Linked DNA regions of Zea mays: region 2 is linked to region 1. Evidence: chromatin contacts called from public Hi-C data. All regions are on one chromosome and are shown on one strand. Each heading gives the region's core, a stretch centred on a gene start, on an enhancer-like site or on the middle of the called end of the contact. The rest is flanking DNA. Distances are from core to core; before and after follow the strand shown. Region 1 holds the start of LOC103630302 (calmodulin binding protein PICBP). Region 2 holds the start of LOC103630307 (protein N-terminal glutamine amidohydrolase).

Region 1 (5,878 bases), core at 3,313-5,812:
GTGCACCTAGAAAGGCACATGGCTCTCAGGATTTACAAATATAAACATGTGTGCATGGGTGCTATTGTGACGCAGATTCAACCTCAGTAACAACAATTGAGCACTCAAGAAGAGTTTTATTGATCTTTGCCAAAGGAGCATGGACCTCATCACCATTGACATTTTCCAATCCTCACAGATCCACCAGCACAATATCAGACAACATTAGCACACGAGACATGTATACACACTTTTAAATTACATAACTCAAGCCGGGAGCATCCTCTTTGCAACTCAGCAACTGGATAGGGATACCTTGATCAGTAATGACTAATGAGTAGTTATCCTTCCTTGTGGAGCAGGAGTGAGCTCCTCTGTCACAGCTCAGCTAGAGATCTCTAATTCTCTAGTTACCTCTAGCAAATTAGTAAGTAGCGCTCTCTCATTCAAACTTGGAGCAGGTCACTCGCGATAATATTGCAGCAACCTCCGAGTTAGTAGCTTGCGCGTCGACATCAACATCAGTGTAACCACTAACTGCAAAATATTCACAAAAAAGCAAAAGAGTAGTTAGTGTAAAGAATTTGTTGAAATGACAAAACTAATACCAGGAACAACATTTCAAAGAAAGAAACGCTTGCCTCTAATGTTATCAGTTGCAGGCTTGGACAGGCCTTGAGGGTGAGACATTTTTCTTGTCATCTTCGTCATGTGGTAGGACAGTCTCGAAGGCCTGGACAAGGAGCTCCACTTTCTTCTTCCGAGCAGGAGCTAAGTTTGTCACCGCCCTCCTAAGCGCGTAATCAATCATCCATTCTTCAGCATTCTTCCGCTCACCCATCATTTGATGCTTGAGGTCAACCTTCTCTGCGTCTGGATCCAGTTCCAGAGGAAGAAAATTCGGTGCCCGTGGATTGAAACCTCGCAAGTATTCCTCCTCTTCAGGTGTTCTTCTCCTCCTGGAGATGATCAACTTGTTCCTCGGGCATGTGGCAGACTCAGCAGGATCAAAATATACATCACCCTTGAGGTTCATTCCGCTGAACGCGCCACATATGTCATCAATAGAAGGTTCTTTTGCATCCGTACATTCTGCTGGCATTTGCGCATTGAATGATTCATTAGTTTCTTCAGTAACACGAATGTCTTTGGTTGCATCTGTGATATTAATATCTCCAGCAACCTCTTGAGGCATAGCAGGTTTTAAAGAAGCATCTACTGATTCATATGCTGTAAATTCCAATTTATTTTCAGCGCCTGCAGTTTTATCCTCACCTTCTTGAACTACATTTGATTCCCCTTGAGCACCTTCTGAATGACATGCAGTAACTTCACATTCATTTTGATCATCATAACTGATATATGCAGAGCTATCATCATGGTCAGCTTGTTGACCAATAATAGATTCTTTGAAACCATCTTCTGAGTTGCATGTGAAAAGCATGGATTCATTTTCCTTGTCGTTACTGATCGTAATGACTGCCAACTCATTTGTGGTAAGTTCAGATCCATTTTGAGAATCAGCAATGACATTTGCAGAACTATCACTCCGCTCAGCTTCGCGAGCAGTAGAAGATTCTTTGGAAGCATCTTCCAATTTGCACTTGGTATTCTTCAGATCATTTTGAGCATCATCACTGACACACACAGAATCATCATCTTCTACAGTTTCTTCAGCATCATATCTGACATTTGCAGAGCTATCACTCTGATCAGTTTCTTTCATGGTATCAAATTCTTTGCAAGTGTCTTCTGATTTGCCTCCAGGGATTTGGATATCATTTTGAGCATCATCAATGAGATGTGAGTCATGATCTTCTGCAGTCCCTTGAACATCATTACTGAAATTTGCAAAGTTATCATTATGATCAGCTTCCTGAGTGCCAACAGATTCTATGGAAACATCTTCCGATTTGCAGTTATTGATCTCCAGATTGTTTCTGTCATCAACAATACCACATGTTGAGCTATCATCTTCTAAGGTTTCTTGATCAATTCCAGTTTCTTTAGAAGCATCTTCCCGCTTGCATAAAGTAATTTCTTGTCTCATTTCAGCATCGTCTATAACATACTCTGTATTATCATGTAGGTTGCTTTCAGTGCAGGCACCAGATTCTTCAGAAACATCTTCCAGCTTGCACACAATAATCTCTGGTTCCATTTTATCACCATCAAGGTTGCTTTGCTGAGCAATACCAGATTCTTCCAATATGGATGCCCTAATCTCCAATTCCCTTTGAGTATCCACATTGCTGTCTTGATTGATTTGTTGCAAAATAGCAGTTTCTTCAGAAGTGTCTTCCTTTTTGCTTGTTGGATTACCCAATTCCATTTGAGCCTTAGCAGGGCTGCTATCTTGTTCATGCACATCATCCACAGTCTTCTCATATTGTTCAAACACATCATCTGCAGTACAATCATTTTGGCAAAGGTTATCGATTACTAATTTGTTGATACCAACATCTTGACAATCAATTGAACTGAAGTAAGAAACTTCACCTGCTAACACAGCTGCCGAGGTTACTTCCTCAGAAAAATCCTCTTTGCATCCATCACCAGAGATAGTGTCCTCAGAAATCTCCATTTTAGAGACATCATCTGGCATGCTCTGTTGATCCTCCAGATCTTGCTCCTCAGTGTCCTCTGATTCGCCATCAGATTTCACATGGCACTCATCTTCATCATCATCATTTGCCTCTTGGTCCGATGAAATATCCTCTTCGAAGCTACCTTCCAGAGTAGCACATGTCCTTGCTGTTATTTCTTGATCAGGTATCTCAGATTTGTAGATATCATCAGAGAGCTTCTCTTCTGCCTTCCCTTGTCCAGCAGACGCCTCCAGGATGTTGTCTTCATCTCTTCCACCCAGCTCCTCGCATGCCTCCACTCTGCAAGCAACACCTTGATCTGAGAGGATCTCCTGGTCACGGACCAAATTCGTTGTATTCTCCTCATCAGCAGCATCCTCTTTGTATTCATCAGAGGATCTACCGGACGTTCCTTGCTCTGCTTCTTGCTCCACAGAAAACTCTGCTCCAACAACCTCCTGTTCCCCAATTCTCTGTTCTTCCAAGATCTCATCGTCCAAGCTATCATCATACTCGTATCCATGGTACTTCAACCATGGCAACTCCTCGACGAAATCGTTGTCGATGTGTACCCCACTGCACTCCGACAAGCTGTCCCCGAAGGCACCATGCTTCTGTTGCAACACCGGGCGAGGCTCAGGTTCACCATCATCGCAAACCGCAAGATCCTTGCCCTTCTCACCGTCCTCGTCCGCGCCGCACCGATCGAACACGACGAACTCCATCCTCCGCACCGTGGCATCCATCTCGTCGAGAGACATGTCGCTGCAGCTCATGTCCGAGCTCACCCTCGGGCCGCCGTACACCTCGACGAAGAAGTCGCCGACCGCCTCCTCGTCGATCAAAGGCGCGATCTTTGCACCTCCACCACTGCCACTTCCGCCGCTGGTCCTCTCCTCGGATTTCTTGCGGAAGGCCGAGACGCCCTTGAGCTTCATGCTCTGCTGCGTCTTGATGAGCCGGCGGCGCGACGCGAGGAAGCTCCGGAGCGGCACCGCCGGCGCATGGACGTGACCGTTGAGGGAGCAGTAGGTGTAGGGGCACACCCGCAGCGCCGCGGGGCCCTCGGCGTCGGTGGAGCCCGGTGCGAGGTCGAGCGCTTCGGGGAACTTGGTGTCCTTCATGGTTGAGGAGCACGTGGCGCGGCCCATGCCGGAGCCAGAGCAAGGTTCCTCCTCCGCGAACAAAACCTTCCCCTTGGTCAGCACCCGCACCGCGGGCCTCCGCCGCGGCGCGGGCGACGCGGACGCTGACACCGACGCCGCGGGCCTCCACCTCGCGGGGGACGCCGACGCCGAAACGGTCGCCGCAGGCCGCCCACGGCGCTCGGCCTTGGCGTCAGAGCTGCTGGTGCCCCGCATGTAGCTGGGCACCGACGCCGGCGCCGGGGACATGGCCGCGCCGCCGCGGTTCCACGGGCAGCCCTCGTCCAGGAAGCCGCCCCTGGGCTTGGACGGGGGCGTCAGGAGCGGGTCCTTGGGCTTCTTTTTCGGCGCCTCCTTGCTCCGCACCATGGCTGGTGGCTGCTGCTTTCTTCTTCAGCGACGGGGGCGGCGAGTTCCTGTGTTTCTTCGCTTCTCGCAGCTTAATCCTCAGCCGGATTTCTCCTTGGCTTGTTGGGATCAACGGTTTCTCTCGCGACGTTCTTGTCTTGCTGATACTGGAGGCTTGCTTGTGCTTGTTGGCTTCTTGCGTTGAAGGGCGGCACGAAAGCAAGGCAAAGCAAAGCAAAGCAAAGGTGATGTGAACTGGGGGAGGAAGGGAGGCGGGGGAAGGAAGGAAGAGGGAAGGGGAGGGATAGGACTTCACTTGATGGAGAGGAGAAAGATGGTTTGTGAAGGACGGCCGGACGGGGACGGCGATGGGTTGGGAAGAGGAAGAGGAAGAGTAGGCAATGGTTTGGGAAGAGAAAGAGGGGAGCCGAAGACAGTGGGTGGGCGGCTCAAAGCGGCCGTCATCTTTGAGACTTGGAGAGAAAGGTCCACTGAGAAATTTTGACAATGGGCGTGCATCTTCTGTGGCGGCCATTCTGGGACCGTTTCTGTGCTGGCCTGCTGTGGGGCTCGGCCGCTCGGGGATGGCTGCCTTTTGTTTTGAAGGCTGGAAGCTGGATTCGTTAGTTGCTGGTGAGTGAACGGATTTTATGGCTGCAAGTAATGGTTTTACTTAGCGCTCCCTCCATCACTGAAATTATAATCGTGCTTTATGGAGGAAAAAACCAAAGTTTGATAAGAATTTATTCAAATTATATACAAGTCAAGGTCATGAAATTAAATTTCTATTCAAAGAGCCTCCGGAATGATATTAGTTCTTAGCAAATTACTTACAGCGTATGCTAAGGCTAACTGCAGCGGTGGACGATGCCCCTTCCCCTCCCCTTGCATGCGGCGCGTAGGGGGCACCCTATGGCCGCAGCGGTGCCCCCTACAGCGTCCCCTACATGTCGATTCTCTTCTCTCTCCTCCTAGATCTAGCGTGTCACTGTTCATCACCCTAAACATTATGTCGTGGGTCCACGAGTAATTGTTAGTAGATAAAAAATTGATAGTTGGTATAGAAAATGATATTTTATAGTGGTAGTGGGGTATAGGGGGAGTATTTAGGGGGAACCGCTGCGAGAGATGAAAAAATAGGGGAGAAAATAGGGGGAGAAAGTGATATAGGGGGAAAAATTTAGGGGTAACGGTTGCGGATAGCCTAAGAAAAAAGTAATGTTCCGCGTCTATTTTGTTTGACTTTTATCTGATCGAAATATGCTTACCATTCTAGGATATAGGGGTGGTGGTGTACATAAGTGTATATTTAATGCTATACGTATTGATTTCTAGTTGACTCTAGAGTAATCAAGATCAGCAAACTGCTACCCATCAAATTTGTGTGCTCGAAAACTATTGAATGAACTCAGCTAAGTAGCATTTTGTAGCCAACTCTTAGTTTTGTTTGTCATTGTTGACAAACTTATTTGGCACTATAAGGGACCTAATTTATTTTTGTGGTAACTGGTGACTGGTGAGGGATCGACGCTCAACATTCCTAACATCAAAGTTCTTCACGGCAGAAACCTTTCTTGTGGGTAATTTAACATGAAACTTATTTTCGAAGAAATTATTATCCTTGATTTAGCAACAAAAAAAAGGTCCCTCCTGTTGTCGAGGAACAATGGCAGGTGTGCTTTTTCCTTTTCATTTGAACTGGGGAAGAGGTTATTTAGCAAAGAACAAGAATACGGTGACTGTAAAAAGCAACGGCAATAACAGCCCTCTCACGGCTCAAGGTCCTGCAGAACCTAGTGTAGTCCTGAACTCCTGATG
Region 2 (6,341 bases), core at 2,116-4,615, 230 kb before region 1:
AACAACAAGTAGCTCTTTTGTCATCAAAGTAGCCGATGTTTAGGTGGACGTGGTTGAAGCCATGGAGGGAGGCAAGTCCAAAGCATTAAGAGCATCTCCAACAAGAAGTCCTATATTTGAGTACTAAAAAATAAAATAAGACCTGATTTGAAGTGTTTAGGGCCACAAAATCATTTGCAACTCCAACAGTTGTGTCCTATATCATGTTATTAGGAAATAGATCATATTATCTATGAAATAAAATGTTAGGAATACTGTACAAAATGAGGATAGGGCTCCAACATATGGGGTCCAATATTTAGACATTTAGGATTTGAGAGGCCGAGTCCTATAATTATTTGATTGATTTTTTGTAAAATAGGACCCCTGTTGGAACAGGTTTTTGACGTTAGAGTCTTATATTTCAAAATACAACTATGTTTAGGACTTCTGTTGGAGATGCTCTAACAGAGGCATACGAGTACACAGTCACTGGCCTTGGCTCTGCATCAAAAGCCTAAAGGTTTGTGGTGGGGTGGGGCCAAGACAGCTCACTGATATACATGGCAATATGGGATTACAATATCCCTAACTACCAGATATACTCTAATATTCTGTATGGGTTATTGAAGATCACATGAGAAAAAAATAACGTAAACTATATAAATAGACAAAGGAACATCAATAACCAAATGTAAAGAAAAAGGACAGACGCAGTGCTGGTGGAGCCCACATGAGTGGGGTCTTGGGAAGAAATAACTAAGGCAAGCCTTACCCCCTGCATTTTGCAGAGGGGCTGCGTCGAACCCAGGACCTTTGGCTCAGTGTGAAGGAATCTCAACAAAGCGCCAGACCTGTCCTTCGAGAACCAAATGTAAATGAATGAAATAAACATAAAGAAAACACAAGTATATGCATTGCACCTTATATATGATTTCTTCGTATAGTTTTTTTATATATTACAAAAACGATAGCTTTGACGGGAGGAATCTGCCACAGTACAGCCTTCTTAAAAGCATATCTGGAGATAAAAGCTTAACTACCAACCAAACCATACTGTCTACATAACTTTTTGGACAGATTTATAAAATAAAGTTATTGTATATACAAACACTTCTAGGTTGATGGTAATCCACTGAAGTGGCATCACTAACAATTATGCAGTTATAGTTTTCAATCTCAGGTGTGGGCCATCTAAGCTCTGAGAATTGCACTGATTCTACTAACATTTTTTCCTTGTTTTGAAATGAATTACTCTCGTTAAACCAAGACAGAAGGCTAGAAGTCAGATCTGTTTCTACCATTCATGTGCTACACATGATAGAAGAGTCTGGCCATACATCGCAGAGTCATTTGATGTGCTACTAGAATCATAACAAAACTAAAGCATCATGGTTTAGAGTTAGTTGGTAGGAATTTGTATAAATCAATATTTTTTTCTCAAAATGCAGGAGTGCTGTCAGCTGTGGGCAGCCATGTGTTATTTTCCTCTAAAAAACTTCTATGGTCATGGCTAATGTAGAGTGATATAGGCAGTAGCAAGAAAAAGGTTGCATGAGGCCATGAGCCTGCCATTCCTCTAACAAATTGTGCTGATGATATGATCGGTTGACTTTCAAACTGTTGGGTTCTTGTAATTAGGTTGTGATGTAGTAATGAAATTTGGGCTCACCTACTATCATTGTTTAAAAGGTGTCGCCTAGGCGTCCAGGCGACATTTTTTGCTAGGCGTCCGCGCCACCCAGGTAAAATTGAGTATGGCGTCCGCCTAGGCGCGGTAGGCGTCTGGGCGACGCCTTTCTCCCCCTGGGCGACGCCTAACCTAGGGTTTGTTGGCGCTGGATTTTGGTGCCCGATGCGCTAGCTTGGCGGGCGTTTCCCCTGTAAATTGGCGCGCGTTCCCCTTGCGCGCGACTGCTCCTCCCCTTGCGCGCACGGCTGGCGGCTGTTCTCTGATTCTCTCACCTTGCGCGCGCGGCTCTTCCTCCCTGCGCGCGCCCTGCACGTGGCTCCTCCTCCCTGCACGCGGCTGCTGCTCGCTGGGCACGCGGCTGGCCGGCTGCTCCCCCTCCCTGGGCGCCCCTCACTGGTAGAGTGGTAGACTGGTAGGTCCTCCTCCCCTGCTTTCTCTCAGGTGTCAACACCCAAAAATGAGGCTAGTAAGGCGTCGCCTAGGCGCCTGCCTAAGTCGCCTAGGCGTTCAGGCGGTGGCTGGGCGCCTAGTTCCGCCTAGCCGCCTTTAAAACCATGCCTACTATGGAAAAAAAGTATCTTCCTTTATTAATAGCCAAGGTTTGTTTAAACAACAGAGTCTATGAGCAATTATAACTATACATGTATTGGTTTTGCTTACTTCTATCATGCCACATATCTACTCCTTTAAAGCACGAGTTTCGACCGTCGTGCGTCACAAGCGAAGCGCGTATGGTTATTCCCGTCCCCTAGATTACGATTATCTCACCAGAGGCAAAACTAATCCTGCTATAAATCGCTCGCGTTCCTATTTCCTCGCGCCTATAGTTATTCCCGTCCCCCTGGAAAAGGCTTATTCAGAGTATGCGGTTAGCGTAATGCTTTGAGTTGGGTTAGCTACAATGCAAAGAATGATGATTATTAGGCTGCAATGATTCTGTCTCCCCATCCCCATGCATGTAACTGCATCCGTATCCAAGCCTCAATTATCTGTAGAATGTTACAGAAAAGAACAACTCATCGAGGTGCACTAGATATGGTATTCTGGATAAGATAATATGATTATATCCCTATAAAGTCTTATCACAGAACTAAAGTTCACATAGGATGACTGTGCTAATTTCCGTAGGACAAGACTACCAACAGCAACTAGGCAAATGATAAGGGTTGCATTATACTAATTCCCACTCCCGTTAAACATACCATGGACTGATGGACACACACTAAAGACTCAACTTTCAACTAGACTGACCTCTACCGGTCTACCCAATACACAACTCTTTATACAGCAAATATTCACCTCCAGTTCGAAGTTCTTCCATGATCAGAAGAGGTGGAACGGGAAACAAGGTTTCAGAAGAAGGGAAATACTAATTCCTAGTGGTCAACCATGTGGCTTGAATCTACTGCGAGAAACTATGGATCGATAAAATGGGCAAAGGGGTTGGTTACCAGTAGCACGGGGTATGGGTGAACGAGGAGACATCGACGGGCCGGCTGCTCAGCGCCGGGGGATTGGAAGGAGCAGCGATGGGAGAGGGGTCGCCGCCGACGGCTGCGGCTCGGCCACCGTCCATGAGGGGGGTGAGGTCGGCGACGGGGAGTGGGCTGGTGGAAGCGTGGACCTGTGGCAGAGTGCGGTGTGCCAGACTGCCAGAGCTCGAAGCTGGGCTTAGATTGAAAGTTCATGGCTCAAAGCCCAGTAGTCTAGTCTAGTACTCTAGTTGTTGGGCTGCTTTACTCAAGTTGTCAGGTGAAAAAGTTTTCTATGCCGACTTGGCTGAGAAAAAAGTCCAGCTTCGATATAATGCCGACTCCTCGACACGGTGGTAAATGTTCATATTCCAATTCAGTAGACCTTGTTCAGTTGCATTCGAGTCCAAGGAGATTAAGAAGATTAAATTATTAATTTTAACTAGCGAGAGATTTAATTTTCTCTTAATTTACACTTAACCAAATAAGTTCTATGAGGGTTAATAACCGATTCGTATTTGAGTCTATGTATTTAGTATTTGATCCGTATTCAATCTATATCTATATATAAAGTTGAGTATTCAAGATATCAATATCCGTTCAAATTTTATCCAACACAACTCGATAATATCTATATCGGATTCAAATCTAAAGAGAAAAATATGAAATATATATATATATATATATATATATATAGTTATAGTATTAGGAGCCCTGGGCTTCCATCAATGCAGGGAGCCCCTGCCAGTCTAGTTGTGCCGGGCGCGGGTCGACGTGGCAGGTGGTCCGAGTACCGCGCACATGCACCGATTGAAGGTGGGTCGTACGTGCGCACCCTCTATTACCATTTATGCATCCGTTTCATTCAAATTACGTATGCATAAACACGTAACTGACACGGTGAGTGCGTATGCTTCGCGCGGGTTTTCCGGCGTCGTGGTCACGACCCGCGTTGGAGTTGGCCGCGTTTATACTTGCATATTATGACTCCAACCGTTTCATAATTTGACACGTCGATGCGGCTTGGTCGGTGTGGTGTAGTATTTGGGATTTATGATTGTATACTTCGATGTTAACAACTACATATCATTTTGGGATTTATTATATTACGTACCTTGGCGTGGGTCTTGATTAATTATTTTTTGTAAACTGTTTACGATACTTTGCACAGCTATTTATGCTTATTATGATCACGCAGTTACCAAACCTTCACCCTGACTGTGTGCTGACTAGTGGACCCACAGTCCCTCGCCGCTCCCCCGCGGGCCGACCGAGCTAATATGGTCAACGAGCCACACACAACAGACACCTTTCAATTAATTCAGCTCGGGTCCACCCAAACCCTAAAAAAATCAGTTCCTCCCCGTCGTCGTCATTCGCTCCTGCGATCGCCATCGACGACCGCCCCCACCTCTTCCACCGCCGTAATCTCCGTTGTTCATCGATTCACCGCCGTCGTTCTCCTTCCCTGGTTCGTTTCCCCTCTCAGTCTTTCGAGTTCCCCCCATTCTTTTACATAGTTCAGCCGCTAATGTCCATCAGGTTCGCCCCGCCCCTTCTACATCCCTTCAATTGATTCGAAATTAATTGAATCGCCTCATTATATGTAGTATCCGATAATGTCTTCCAATTTTTTCAATTGCATATTTGTTACATTCTGTTCATTTTTATATAGGTACTGAGTGTTGTTTATAAACACAATATATTTTTTTACAATAGCAATCAATAGATTAGTGATGTTATTGTACTGTGTTATTATTGTTGTTTCTGATAGTTATACTACATATACTGTTATGAATTATATTGCATAATTTATTTATGCACACTATGTACTGTTTTATTTAAATGTGAGTTTTCACATATCTGTTGTTATGCATTCCTTCTTCTCATTTACGTTGTCTACATCTGTTGTTATGCACAATACACACACTATACATACCCCAACAGTTTCATAATGTTATATTTATTTAATTATTATGTATGGTATAGTATTATTTCCTGATGTTCTTTTTCATTTACTTAGTTTGTTCTACCCCAAAAAATGAAGTCAGTTGATCGTCCTCCCGCTAATCCCAAACGCATAACCATTGAGTCAAGCCAAGAGTTCTTTAGTGTTGAGATACCACGACCGGCCTCTATTGGAGTTCCTCCAAACACAAAGCATTCTGATCAGTGTCCTGCACCTATCGAGAAACCATCTGTTATTTATGAAGCCAATGAACAAACTGGATCTGGCAATGACGACGATGACTTCATGACACCTACAAAGAAGCGTAATGCTACTGGAAGTCATATGAATATCTTACGGAAGACATGTACAAAGAGGCCGAAAGTAGTAGAAACTCCACGGCAGGTTATATGTTATACTTATGATTTCATATATATTAAATACTAATTAGTATTCAATAATTATGACCTGATACAACATATTAGATATTATTTAGTAGTATACAGTAAGGATGAATCTAGTCGAATTTTCACGTTAGGTTCCAAGTTCTGAATTGCATTTACAATATCATATTTATTTTACAACACTTAGACACTTTTTTATTGTCTACAGATAATGCAGTTTAGTTTACTTAACTAGGTATTATGTTATTTTAGTTGCATCCCTTACATTATGAGTGCTAATTTTATAGCTCATGCCACATTTATTTCATTGTTTTCATAACATTTAACATACATTATTTCAGAAACTCAATGTTAGATGCAACCCTCAGGATGTGATTATAACTATTAAGATATTGAATGAGAGGCAACGACAAGCCGTTGCTAGAAAAGGATTTTCCAATATTCTTGACATGACACTTGATGCACTGGGTAGCCGTTCTCATCTTCGTTGGTTGATGGATAAGTTGGACCACAAGGATATGACTATTCGCCCTGGAGTTGGCAAGGAACTAAAGATTACGAAAGAAACTGTCCACCTTATACTAGGCCTTCCGAATGCTGGCGGTGGTAAGCCACTAGGAATCGATGAAGCAGTGGCGGGCAATAACTTGAGGGCTGAACTTGGATTGTCCAAGGATGAGTTTGTTGTTGCATCTCTTCAGGACCGATTGAGAAAAGGAAATGATGATGACCTCTCTATCAGATGCTTCTTTTTGATATTGTTCAATAGATTGTTGTTCCCCACTTCCAGCTGGGGCATATCTAACCATGAAGTGTTATTGACGTAAGAAATGGACCGTTTCCAT

What was found. Hi-C and Micro-C count contacts between places; a contact is called where the count stands out from the background.
Region 2: a contact with region 1 is called in a Hi-C map of leaf, with 7 times the contacts expected there. The contact joins the promoter of LOC103630307 here to the promoter of LOC103630302 in region 1. A contact is called at or near these places in 3 of 25 Hi-C or Micro-C datasets (bundle sheath, ear and leaf).

Annotation. Positions count from the first base shown.
Region 1 is chr6:153,724,191-153,730,068 of Zm-B73-REFERENCE-NAM-5.0, reverse strand. LOC103630302 (calmodulin binding protein PICBP) reads right to left here and starts at 4,562. Exons shown (of 3, transcript XM_008651364.4): 1 at 2,479-4,562; 2 at 621-2,385; 3 at 97-516. The coding sequence starts at 4,081. The coding sequence ends at 632.
Region 2 is chr6:153,952,696-153,959,036 of Zm-B73-REFERENCE-NAM-5.0, reverse strand. It overlaps LOC103630307 (protein N-terminal glutamine amidohydrolase), which reads right to left and starts at 3,365. Exons shown (of 6, transcript XM_008651370.4): 1 at 3,124-3,365. The coding sequence starts at 3,248.